2 separate regions of the Zea mays genome follow, and region 2 is linked to region 1. A link is a contact called in public Hi-C data. All regions are on one chromosome and are shown on one strand. Each heading gives the region's core, a stretch centred on a gene start, on an enhancer-like site or on the middle of the called end of the contact. The rest is flanking DNA. Distances are from core to core; before and after follow the strand shown. Region 1 holds the start of LOC100191624 (RuvB-like protein 1). Region 2 holds the start of LOC100383736.

Region 1 (5,990 bases), core at 2,332-4,831:
TTTGTACTTTTTACCAAAGATGTTTGTCCCACCATGTCATTTGACATGCTTATATAGAATTAAGTTCAGTTGTGGGATCGGTTTGATGTAGATTCCTTGTTAAAATAATTTTGTTTTCAATTTCAAAGATATTTTAAATATGTTGCACTTATGTAACTTTCTCTGCCTTTAACCCTTGCAATCTCAACATAATTTCTGTTCTGTTAGGCCCAGTGATGTTGAAGTTGCTGTGTAGTGGAGGCAAAGACGGCTCCAAACAGATGGGATCGGAAGCTTGTGAAAGTAATAGATCACAAGAAGTCATAAGCTCAGTTCTTGTGGATTTATCTGATTGTTTGACATGTGGGGAAACTTGTTCTCTGGTAAGCTACTTATCTTTTTTAGTTATTCAGGATGGAAATATGCATTTGTACATCTAGCTAGATTCTATTCTTCAATACCTGCCAGACATGGATTGAACATTGCGATGGTTTTTCACCTGTCACCGGTAAATATAAGGCGTTGCATGTTATTCCCTGAAAATGGCTAGCTAGAGACTTCTTTTAGATTCAGTGCAACTTGTTTATTTGACATTAGTTAGCTGAACAGCCATATTTTCCAGGGGATTGAGCTTTGCAGGCTCGTCATCATTCTGCTAGCTTATATAGCTTCCAGTGGCAAATTGGGATATGAGGTGCTTTTAGTTCCAGTGAGTGCCCGTGGTGCCAGTTTTTTGGAGATGATAATGGAAGTCCTTGCATCGCAGATGCAATATGAAACACGAGAGTTACTAAAAGAAAGGTACATCATACTTGGCTACCACAGTCTTGTGCGTTCCTAGCTTGTTGTATCACAGCATGAGTGTGGAGACATCACTGAGTAAATTCTAGACGTGCCTATTCTTCCCCTTTTTGCGGGCAACTATCTTAAGCTGCACTCCAAGTTGCTCTTAGCTGCCTATGAACAACTCGTGTGCAATTTGTTGTGGTATTAATGCAAAAACTGTTTTTGCAGATGTTTGGTGATGAGAGAAGCTCTTATCCTGCTAAACCGGCTGGCATCACACGCAAACTATTCGAAACCAACCTTGGAAGTGCTGACGAGAAGCAAGTTATGCGCGACCTGGACGATCGATGTTGCGAACCGGCTGCCCCATACGTGGATGGCAAATGATCTCGCGGAGCTGGCCCAGAAATTCAGGTCGCGAGTGTATGCTTTCATAGAGGAGAAACCCTTGACAAGCGACGGTACCAATCTGGGCGCTTCTAATAAGAGATGAGATACCCAGGACTGGCGCAGCCTGAGGTAGCTTGGGTAGTAATATGGAAAGCATATTGCTAGCGGCTCGACAAGTTTAGTTTCTTTTTTTTCCCTTACTGACACTAGGGTTTTGTTTAGGAGTTAGACTGGCTTGGCTGGGGCGAGTCGCTAGCTTTTGCTGGCGGTGTACAGAGGCGAATGCTTCCTCGCCATTTTTGAGGGGGAGGGAGAATGTAGTTGTACTACGGCAAGTCCTTGGGAACGTACATCATAATTGTTGTTTGGACATCATCTCATGGCTTTGGCATTGACCATCGCAGCTTTTTTGAATTGAAAGTTTTAGTTTTTTTCTTACCAGGATGATCTGACTGTAAGCAATTGAGGATATTGGATGGGTTTGTTGGTTGTGAAGTATGGGTGGATGCCTGTTTGAATGTACTAGTTAATAGATAGTTGGCTAAAAAGTTGCTAGTGAAATTAGGTGACTAACCATAGTTGTCTAACTAATGAGTGGTTGAGGGTGCAGCTAAAGCTAATAGTTAGTTCGACTATTAGCTGAGTGTGGATGTTTCTAACTAAAAGTAGCTAATAGTCAAATTATTAGTTAGATTGTTTGGGTATCTCTAAGTAATTTTAACATAGATTGTTTGGATATTTGTAACTAATTTTAACCGTGATATTTGAGAATACAATAGGGTGTTTGGGAATAGAGGTAAAATCTATGAATTCTATACTACGGCGTTGCTAATACTGTAGTTGTTTCAAAGTTTTGTAAACTTGGGTCCCGACCTCAGTTTGCTGAGTTTCCTCGCCTTGGAGCCTGCCACCAGCTCAGTCCCGCTCCCTGCCTGGGTGCCCCGTTCGCTGCCCAGGAGCCCCATCGTCCCGCGGCCAGGAGCTCCATCGCCCGTCGCTTAGCATCCCGACGCTCAAGAGGCCATCGCTCGGCCACACGCGCTGTAAACTGTGTTTCTAAACACCTCTATGTATCGGATATTGTGGTATTTTAAAATTGTGTTATTTAAAACTGAGCTTATGTCATGGCTTTGAAATACCGTGGTTTTGAAAAACTGTGCTCCCAACTATTAGCTCTAGGGTGTGTTTGAATGTAGGTCTAAGAGGCCAAGAGTGCCATGCCAAGCTATTTTAGTTGGTATTTGGTTGTAGGTCAAATTTTGGTCATGCCAATATAAATCTATGCCAATTTTTAGTCAAAACCAAGACCAGCAAATTGGCTGCCAAAATTTGGCTTGGCCCCCAATGCATTTTGTTCACAAACCAAACACCAAAACTTGAGCCAAATTTTGGCTTAGTCCAGCTTTGTTAAGCTACCAAATTTTGGTCGGGCTTCTTTGGTCCACAACCAAATAGATCCTAGTTCCTTTGAACATGACCTAGGACATTTAAACGAGACCTAAATATAAATGCTGAGAGGCCCAACCCTCTCCCACGGCCTAATAACAGCCCAAGACGGGCCGGTCCAGCCACCCCTTTGCTCCCACAGTATACATGTACATGTGGGCCGGCCTGGCCCGGCACGGCACAGGCCCACAAAAGCACGGCCCATAAAGGCACGGCCCACAAAAGCACATATCTAATTATGGGCCGTGCCGTGTCAGCACGTGTGCCCAGTCATCGGCCCACGGCACGGCCCACAATTAGTTATGTGTGTCAGGCCGGCCCAAATAGCCCAAAATACCTTAATGTGCCAGACCGGCCCATATACATACAACAGTAATACATCAACAAAAAGTATAATATATATATGACCAAAATAAAACTAAGATGTTTTGTGGATGCACATTATAAACCTTTGGTCAGAAAGAAAAAAATATTACAACTAGCTCACAAATAATATTCAGTTCTCTGTTTAGTGTTTAATTGAGTACTATACATCTATACAGAATACATATACAATGATCATCATCACTATTCACTATCCATATCTAGGTATTGGTTCTCGATGGCTTAATGAAGCTCTAGATTCTCCAAGTTATGCTAGTCATGTGGGCTTTGACGGACCTTAAGTTAAATACTGAGTCTATATTTAGTGGGCCTCGGTGTGCCTTAGTTAAATGGGCCGTGCCAGGCCGGCCCGTGGGCTTGACTTGAGGCCCAGGCACGGCCCACAATATGGGCCGTGCCGGCCCAGACCCACAATTAGGTTGGGCCGTGCCAGATATGGGTCGTGCCAGAAATTGTGTGCTTTGGGCCGGCCTATTAGGCACAGCACAAATGTACACCTATATCCCACAGTCGCAGACTCCCCCCCAGTCGAGGCGGCAGCACATACAACTTCCCACAGGAGACCAGTGGCGCGGCGTCTCCCATCCCCCGCCCCCAAATTTGTTGCGGCGGGAGAGCCGGAGAGGAGGCAGCTCCACAGAAACAGAGAGCGCATAACCGGCGGCGTTGGCGGCGATGAGGATCGAGGAGGTGCAGTCGACCTCGAAGAAGCAGCGCATCGCCACCCACACCCACATCAAGGGACTCGGCCTCGACGTAGCTGCCCGCTCCTGCGCTCCTCCTCGCCCTGTTTTTTTCTAGGGTTTTAGCTTCTCTGTGTCTGCGTACTAGTTCCTCACTGTTTCCCCCCTTCGTTTTCTTATTATGGGAGCGGAGCAGGCCAATGGGATGGCGATTGCGTTGGCGGCGGGGTTCGTGGGCCAGGCGGCGGCGCGCGAGGCGGCCGGGCTGGCGGTCGACATGATTCGCCAGAAGAAGATGGCCGGCCGCGCGGTGCTCCTTGCGGGTCCGCCCGCCACGGGCAAGACGGCGCTAGCGCTCGGCATAGCCCAGGAGCTCGGCAGCAAGGTCCGTGCGTTCGGTTGCTCATTTTTCTCGGTCCTCACACGAAGCAGCTGTTCATTCATTTGGTGGTAAAGGGAGGGGTTTATTTCTCCCCCAAGGTCCTGCCGTTGTATGCACATTTGTAAGAAAGAGGGCCAAATTTAATCTACTGGTTTTCTATATTGACTGGTAGTACCAGATTTTTATCTACTCAATTCTTCTATTTGACCATGAGGATATGTTCTGATAACTATGGACTATCCTCATTTAATTCTCTGTTTGACTGTTTATTATAGATTTTTCTCGAAAGCGCTCGAAAGCTCAAGAGAGCTGCGCGAAAATATATTAAGGAGATAAAGGTCCAAAAGGACCCCAAGATACAAATAAGGCCGCCCTACGGCGGCCAATAACAAGCATAAATGAAACCATCCATGACAAAAACACTGCTACAAAAACAGCACTACAGCTATCTAGCTAACAGGGAGACCTGGGATGGGGGCAGTAAGCAAGGACAACTTCTTTGCACCAGCCATAACCCAAAGATCAATCTCCAAACCAACACTTCTAATAGCAACAGCAACACTAGGACTCTTATTGTCAAAAACGCAGCCATTGCGATGTTTCCAAAGGGTCCAAACACCAAGAATGACAAGAGAGTTAAGACCATTTCTTGCAATCCCAGGAATCTTGGATTATTACCCTATTTGGTGAACAAGAAGCTCTGCATGGGCACACCGCACACCAAAAAGTTTAGCTAAAATTCATAGAGTTCTTGAGGTATTTTAGCATACCTAATGTCATTTTAGCTGCGTGGTTCAAGTTTTGTGTTCAACTAGCTGAATTGGTGTTCTAGGGGGGACAGTCTGGTAAAATGTGCTTGCCGAATTGGTGTTCTAGGGGACAGTCCGATAAAATGCGCTTGCTGAAGTCACTGTAGCACTTATGTTATAGTCTAATGTTTCCTTCCTCTATCACTATACAATGCAGGTCCCTTTCTGTCCTATGGTAGGATCAGAAGTGTACTCCTCGGAGGTCAAGAAAACTGAGGTGCTGATGGAAAATTTCCGTAGAGCTATAGGTTTGCGTATAAAGGAAAACAAAGAGGTTTATGAAGGAGAGGTAAGCAATGGATATATGCCCATGTCCAAGTTAAACGAATACTAGGCTATAATTGCATTAGTGATTTCCTTTATTTATCAATGGTTTTCATTATCGCTTTGATAGCTGATGTTCCACTTCGTGCTTCTATAATAAATTTACCATTGTTAGTCTATAATAAATTTACCAGTGTTGCTCTGTTCCTAGGTTACTGAACTTTCCCCAGAAGAGGCTGAGAGTACAACTGGTGGATATGCAAAAAGCATTAGCCATGTAATCATCAGCTTAAAGACTGTTAAAGGGACTAAGCAACTGAAGTTAGATTCTTCAATTTATGATGCTCTGATCAAGGAAAAGGTAACTGCCTGCTTCCTTGCCTATCCTGTTGGTGTAGACTTTTGAATCAAGTTTTTACTCTTCTATAACAATGGGCAGTCTAGTTGTTTCTTACTTGAAATAATGTCTTGATCAACATTTTAAATCTTCTGTCTATTGATAAATTACCCTGGGAAAATTTTATGCTAACTCGCTGTCATATGTACTGGTGCTGAGTGGCTCCTCAAACATTGAGAAAATGCACTATATTTGCATTTTGGGTTACTGTATCTATTTTGCTATCTTCATTTGTTGCTTTACGTTACTCATTATCTGCATATGGATATAGGTGGCAGTGGGTGATGTTATATACATCGAAGCAAATAGTGGAGCAGTGAAAAGAGTTGGTAGATGTGATTCTTTTGCTACAGAATACGATCTTGAAGCTGAAGAGTATGTTCCTATCCCCAAAGGTGAAGTCCATAAGAAAAAAGAAATTGTGCAGGTATCATTCTGATGCTATCTTAGTCTTAACATTTCATTATTTT
Region 2 (5,990 bases), core at 2,077-4,576, 380 kb before region 1:
ATAGGAATTAACAAGATTCGAACCTTAACTGCTAGTTCAAGACATAACACTTAAACAACTATATTAACTACTCTTACGTGATTTTAGGGTGTGCCGGAGCCCATATAGACCACCCGCTGAGTCCGGCCCTGGCGTCAAGCACAAAGTGCCTAGGTTTATTCTCATTCCTCGCTTCACACACAATAATGGGCCATTACACCACAAATAGGTTTTGAGAAGCCACACGCTGCGTAACACTCCTACAAAAGTATCACCTCGAGCTGAAAAGTGAGGAACGACCAAACGGCCTATAAAAAAGAGTTGAATTTCTTTTCAACTAATATCTTTTTTTGGTTTTTTAGCTAAGATAAAATGTAATATTTGTTTTTATTAGTTTAGTATCTGATATACATACATTATGTTCACTTTGATGTTAAACTTATTTATAGTATTAAATATGATTGTGTGCCGCAGCAAGCCACAAATATTGTACTAGTTTTATTTTATTTTAGTCTTAGTTTGTAATTATCTTTCATTGCTTCAATAAAATTTCAGGGTTTCCTCTACAATATTTACCGGTAAAAAAACAAACAAAGAAGACACTTGTCATCACACACACATATATATATTTTTTTAAAAAAAAGAGGGAAAAAGGAATTCATTCAACAACAAACTAAGGGCGGAGAGCGGGAACCGCTCCTAATCCAGGGGTCTTCTAGAGCGTTGACCTTGCTGATCTCCGTGTAGATTTGGTCGAGAGTTGAACGGTTATATAAAGCGACCATCGCCCTTTTGCCATTTTCCTTGATTTGACGCGGTGAACCGTTAAACCTAGGATAATTTTAGCTGGTCTCCATCTCTACCAGTGAAAAAGTTACCGTCCATGACCCATCTACGTTCTCACTAATATAAAAGTACTAAATTCTTACTGTTACATTTTTAATTATCTATCTCTTTTACAAGGGGTCAACGCTGTCTTCTAGGCGGGCTGAGCACTGAAAAGGAAAAGCGAGCCAGGCTTCTCATTTGAACCAGGGCTCGCATACTTGCTTTGGTACAGAATCGGCCCGGCCCAAGCTGTCTCAGGCCCGATCCCGATCCCACTCCCTCGCGGGGCCTCGCCTTTATAACTCGTCCGTGGCCACCCACCCTTCTTCACAGAGCTTCGCTCACCTGCCTTGCTAGGGTTTAAGCCACCACCCGCCGCCGCCACCTCTTCTAGCGCTCGCGCTTCGCCTTGTGACGACGATGCATCCGGTCTCGTTGCGAGCTCCTCGCGTCCGTCGTCATGGTTTCCTGAATGCCTGCGATTCGTTCTGTGTTTTGTTTTGTTCATTCATTCATATTGATCATACAGGGATATGGTAGCTGTGACGAGCACCGCTTTCTTCTGACACCTCTTGTATGAGCAGGGATTTCGTTCCCTCCGTTGAGCAGATCCAGCAACTCTCTGAGCTCCTCCCTAGCGGTCTCTTTCTTGAGTACATTTTGGTTGGTAATGATTCCTGTTGATTTTCTTCTTTGTATTTCCAGCGTAATTTTTTTTTCTACTTTCAAGTAATTTTACTTTGCTGCATCTGCGAACTCGTGAGATAGTTCAGCTACGTAGCCCCCGTGAAGATCACAAGACCTACCGATAGGAAGTGCCGTTTGACACTGTAAGCAGCAGCTGCTGCACTCAGCTGCAGGTGTTCCATCTCTCGACCATAACCTTTGTGGTTTGGTCAGGCTGGATCTCCCATCTGCATCTGCTCTGTGTTTCAGCTGTGGTGTGTGATTAAGATCGGGTCTCTGAGGGACTCTTCAGAACCGTCGTGCTGTTCTCATTGCTGAAGTTGTTTGGGCCTGATGCCACGTCTCTGGTAGCTACATGCTTTTACCCGAGATGCTATGATCAGGCCGATACAAATTTGTTTCGCATGTTGATAGGAACCTGGGGACGGCTTCTCCATCTGTCCCACAGAGCCGGTTTCTGTGATCACATTCATTCATCAATACTATGATATGATTAGTGCTTTGCCTATTTTTACTTATTTTTGATATCTGTACTTATTTTTTAAATCTATACTTCATTCATATTATGGCAATGATGATGAAAGATAAGGCTTGTTTCTCAACATTCGCAGTAGCCGCCTAAGAGCTTTCGCCTTGCCAGGCTCGAGAGCTTGTGCTGTTGAATCCTTCCTTGGATGTCTGAGCCAAAATTTCTCTTATTGTCCAGCTCTTCATCGTTATTGGGTGTTGTTTTTTGATGTGATGATCCTTTCCCCAAATTACCGACTTTGATTATACTGTGCGATTTTTCGAGTTCCGTCTCCTCGGAGATGGGATCTTAAGCCAGATGTTCTGATCGAAACAACAACACTCAGTTTCCTCTTCAACACATCATTCCTTCCGCATGTTCTTGACTTTGGATCTTGGAAAATTTTTTTGGTCTCTTTGACGATGGAAATGATGACCCTTTCCCCAGCTGATCGACTACGATTACACTGTGCGCAATTGCGATGCCTTCTCCGCGGAGAAAGGATCCCAAGCCAGAATTCTGATCCATCAATGTCTTGTTTCTGCATCGTTTCTTGTAAAACATTTGGGCACACTAAATCAAAAAATAGGACGCTGTATTCGGAAGCATTGTCCCTGTAAACAGTACACATCATATCCACGTCCATCGTTATTGGGTGAAGCTTTGGACTCGTCCATGTGATCTCTTTTGTCGATTGGTTCAGTAAATGATGGCACACGTTTTTCTACTAAACCAATGGACAATAGAGAGCTTTACTTGAACCCTTTTGACATTTAATAAGATAACACGTGGTTATACCTTTAAAATTGATTTCTTCTATGACTAAAAGAGTGCTAAAAACTTATGCATAATTTATTATTCTAAAATTATGCACAATAGAGAGCATAATTTTAAATGTAATTCTGGAGTATATATACAGCACGGACGAAAGTGCTCTAACCTTTGTTCCATCGATTTAAATTGCACGAAAAGCTCTTTTATCCAAATTATTGTACAGGCATCCCCACTAATGCATCGGATAGTGGCAGCGCTCCCTGTGTAGCAGATGTGCATCCACGAGAACGATGTAATAGTAACGACGGTGCTCTTATAATAACCATGCTCTTGGTAATCGCAAAGGAAGGACATTATCATGTGATTCCAGATCCTTGCTTGTATGTTTCTGAGTACCTGGAACTTTTATGTGCTGAGTACTGTGGATTAGAGCATTGATGTCTTTTCTATTTAAAGCAGGAGAACAATGTTGATATTTGTATCAAATATTTATGTAATCAAATAAGCAATTTGTCTTGTCATAAAGGACGGGCAAGTTCATGTTTAAAAGAAACTTTTGTGTTTTTTGTTGTATCGTATAGTATTTTATTTTTATGTTTTTTATACTTTCGAGTTTGTACATGTCTTTATGTATCGTTCACTTTTTCATTTAGCATCCTAGTCAATTTGATAATTTTGAGTAGTTGTTTTTAATTGTACAGGTTGAATAGCCTTAACCATGCTCACCCTCACCTATATGTGACCAAATATGTTGTGCTATATGGGTCGATAGGAGGCACGGATATTTTGGCACGGCACGGGCACAACATGATAGTAATCGTGTCCGGGACAGCATGAGACTCATCATGGGTCGTGTTTGGAATTAGGTACAAGCCAATGAGCAGCATGAGCGTGACCCATTTATCATCGAGCCATTTAGCATGATACTAGACACGAATAGCCCACCAAACTGATTACGTCGCAACACTATCTGTTTGTGTCTAACCTTGTCCTAATCTGGCCCACCACATATATAATACTAGCCAGTTACAGCCAGTTACTCGTGATTTGCTACAATTATTATATATCATATAAATAAGTACTAAGATATTTATTCAAATTTAATTATTGTTTATTTCTAAACACTAAGTTACGTGTGGTGGTTAGCCCTAAATTTCTAACCACATTAGGTTTTAAATAATGTAGTATGGATATTGATGACCAACTCGACCTCCACTTTCAAACTATTTTCGAGTTCTGTTACAAAAAAATAAGAAAAATATGCAACAAAAAAAGAAAAATATGTTATTTTCGAGCTCTGTTATAACGTGGGCCTTAAAACTCCCGACATGGTAGCACGATACAGCACGCCCGATACGGCCCATTAAACTGGAGGCCCATTAAACTACAGTCTAACTAGTTTATGGCTCGAGAGATTTTTCTGTCCGTTTTCATCCCTATCTGGATAACCACGAGGAGATCACCACTTTCAGTTTCCCAACTACAATCGGATGCAATATACTGTAGTATTCAGTAGATGCTCCCAACAACCTCGTGATATATCTTTGGCAAGGGTATAGCCCCCTGAATCGTACTCATCAATCTCATGACATGTACCGGACTGAACAACAACGCGCCACACGACATGCCAGTGTGCAATCGAACGCATGCACGCACGCATCCCTCAGACATACGAACATCATCCGCTTTTGGCCATTTCCAATCTATGACAGAATGAGCCACAGAAGAATTTACCTCCAAAACCACTCGCAGTCTTGCAAATAGTATGCGTGGCAAGCTGGCCTCCAAAACCAACACGTTATGTGTTCGCATCACGTGATACATTGTCAGTCCAAACCAAAGCAACATAATTTACTTTTTTTTAAAGAAGTGGTCTTAGTCTTTTGGAACTCGGAATGCAGTGTACGGGTTTCATATGAGTCTCCCCCTATCCCAGCCCTCTAGATGTCCATGGGTGCAGCAGCGTCATCCGAGCCCCTCTCCCCCTCCTCCTGCATGGAGGAGCTAGCAGCAGCAGCCTCCAGAGGCGGTGCCTGCTCGGCGACCTCCATCTCCATGGAGTCGATAAGTTCCTGGACCCTCGCCGCGCCGATCACCTCGAACGGCTCGACGGTGCCGTCGTCCTTCCTGCCGACGATGGCCACGGTGCAGTTGGATCCGGACAGCTTCTCGCCCTGCAGCGTCTCCTTCACGGCGGAGAGGGCGTCCCTGACGAGCTGCTCCGGGGTGTAGTCGTCGTACCCCTGGAACCTGCGTTCCAGGAACGTCTTGGCGGCTTGGGAGCGGGAGCCGATGGCGAACGCCTGGTACTCGAAGTAGTTCCCGCTGGGGCAGTTGTAGTACAGGTGGGCTCCTGACTCGTCCAGTCCGGCAACGAGGAGGCCCACGCCGTAGGGCCTCTTCCATGACCGCTGCGTGCAGACCTGCAACAGAGATTAAAAAGGGTCAATACTCATACCACCTAAAACGGAAGACCATGCATGGGGACACAAGAACACCTCGATTCTTGGTGGTTCCCCTTGAGATAGCCTTCCATACAGTAATCAAGATGCCTGTTATTTTATCTGGATCATGTTTAGCTAGAGAACTGAACAGACAACTGTGGGAAGGACAGAACTAATCCTAAGCTGGACCTCCAGTGTCATAATGAAGACACCACATATATGCTTACACGAGTATGACCAGAATGGAGTGGTGGACGCGCAACAAAGTGAGAAAGAGATGTATCAATGAATCAACAGTAAGTATTCTGCCATAAAACATGGACGACACTCGCTTGGTCGCGTGGGGAGGGGGACAACGCGCGACGAAACTCACACTTTAAAGGTTTAGTTATTTTTCGTGCCAGTACACTCTAGTCGTCCTTAGCAAGCTAGTTTCATTAGGATATTCCAAACACAAGGCCCAGCCAAAAAACGCCACCCTAACCCTAAGATCCAAATGTACACCAGTATGGAAGCACCCAACTCCAAGTCAATACTATCTCTGATGTAGTAGCTTTATTCATTTAAAGCTTAAGGGAATGAATCCTAAATCATAAGGAGACGGTATTACATTTCAAAGAAAACATCAGAGTTATTTTGCTAGCTGCTAACGTTTCCAGGTCATGGACAAAGGTAACACAGAAAGCCTTCACAGCTTACAAGGCTTTGATCTTTGGTCATTAAGAGGACAAAAAATATAAAGACATGGCAGAAATTCACTCATTATAGCA

What was found. Hi-C and Micro-C count contacts between places; a contact is called where the count stands out from the background.
Region 2: a Hi-C map of ear shows a contact between it and region 1, with 1.6 times the contacts expected there. The contact joins the promoter of LOC100383736 here to the promoter of LOC100191624 in region 1. A contact is called at or near these places in 2 of 25 Hi-C or Micro-C datasets (ear and tassel).

Annotation. Positions count from the first base shown.
Region 1 is chr4:247,717,874-247,723,863 of Zm-B73-REFERENCE-NAM-5.0, reverse strand. It overlaps LOC100191624 (RuvB-like protein 1), which reads left to right and starts at 3,581. Exons shown (of 12, transcript NM_001137053.1): 1 at 3,581-3,741; 2 at 3,865-4,053; 3 at 5,017-5,148; 4 at 5,335-5,484; 5 at 5,792-5,947. The coding sequence starts at 3,661. It overlaps LOC103654951 (protein dimerizations), which reads left to right. Exons shown (of 13, transcript XM_035967576.1): 11 at 208-362; 12 at 602-780; 13 at 994-1,650. The coding sequence ends at 1,258.
Region 2 is chr4:248,100,550-248,106,539 of Zm-B73-REFERENCE-NAM-5.0, reverse strand. LOC100383736 reads right to left here and starts at 3,326. Exons shown (of 1, transcript NM_001176373.2): 1 at 2,418-3,326. The coding sequence starts at 3,136. The coding sequence ends at 2,858. LOC111591495 (small nucleolar RNA SNORD14) reads left to right here and starts at 2,061; the gene lies at 2,061-2,180. It overlaps LOC111591452 (small nucleolar RNA snoR2/U65), which reads left to right and starts at 1,822; the gene lies at 1,822-1,965. LOC111591427 (small nucleolar RNA Z112) reads left to right here and starts at 1,588; the gene lies at 1,588-1,779. It also overlaps LOC111591436, the pseudogene LOC100856965 and the pseudogene LOC111591375.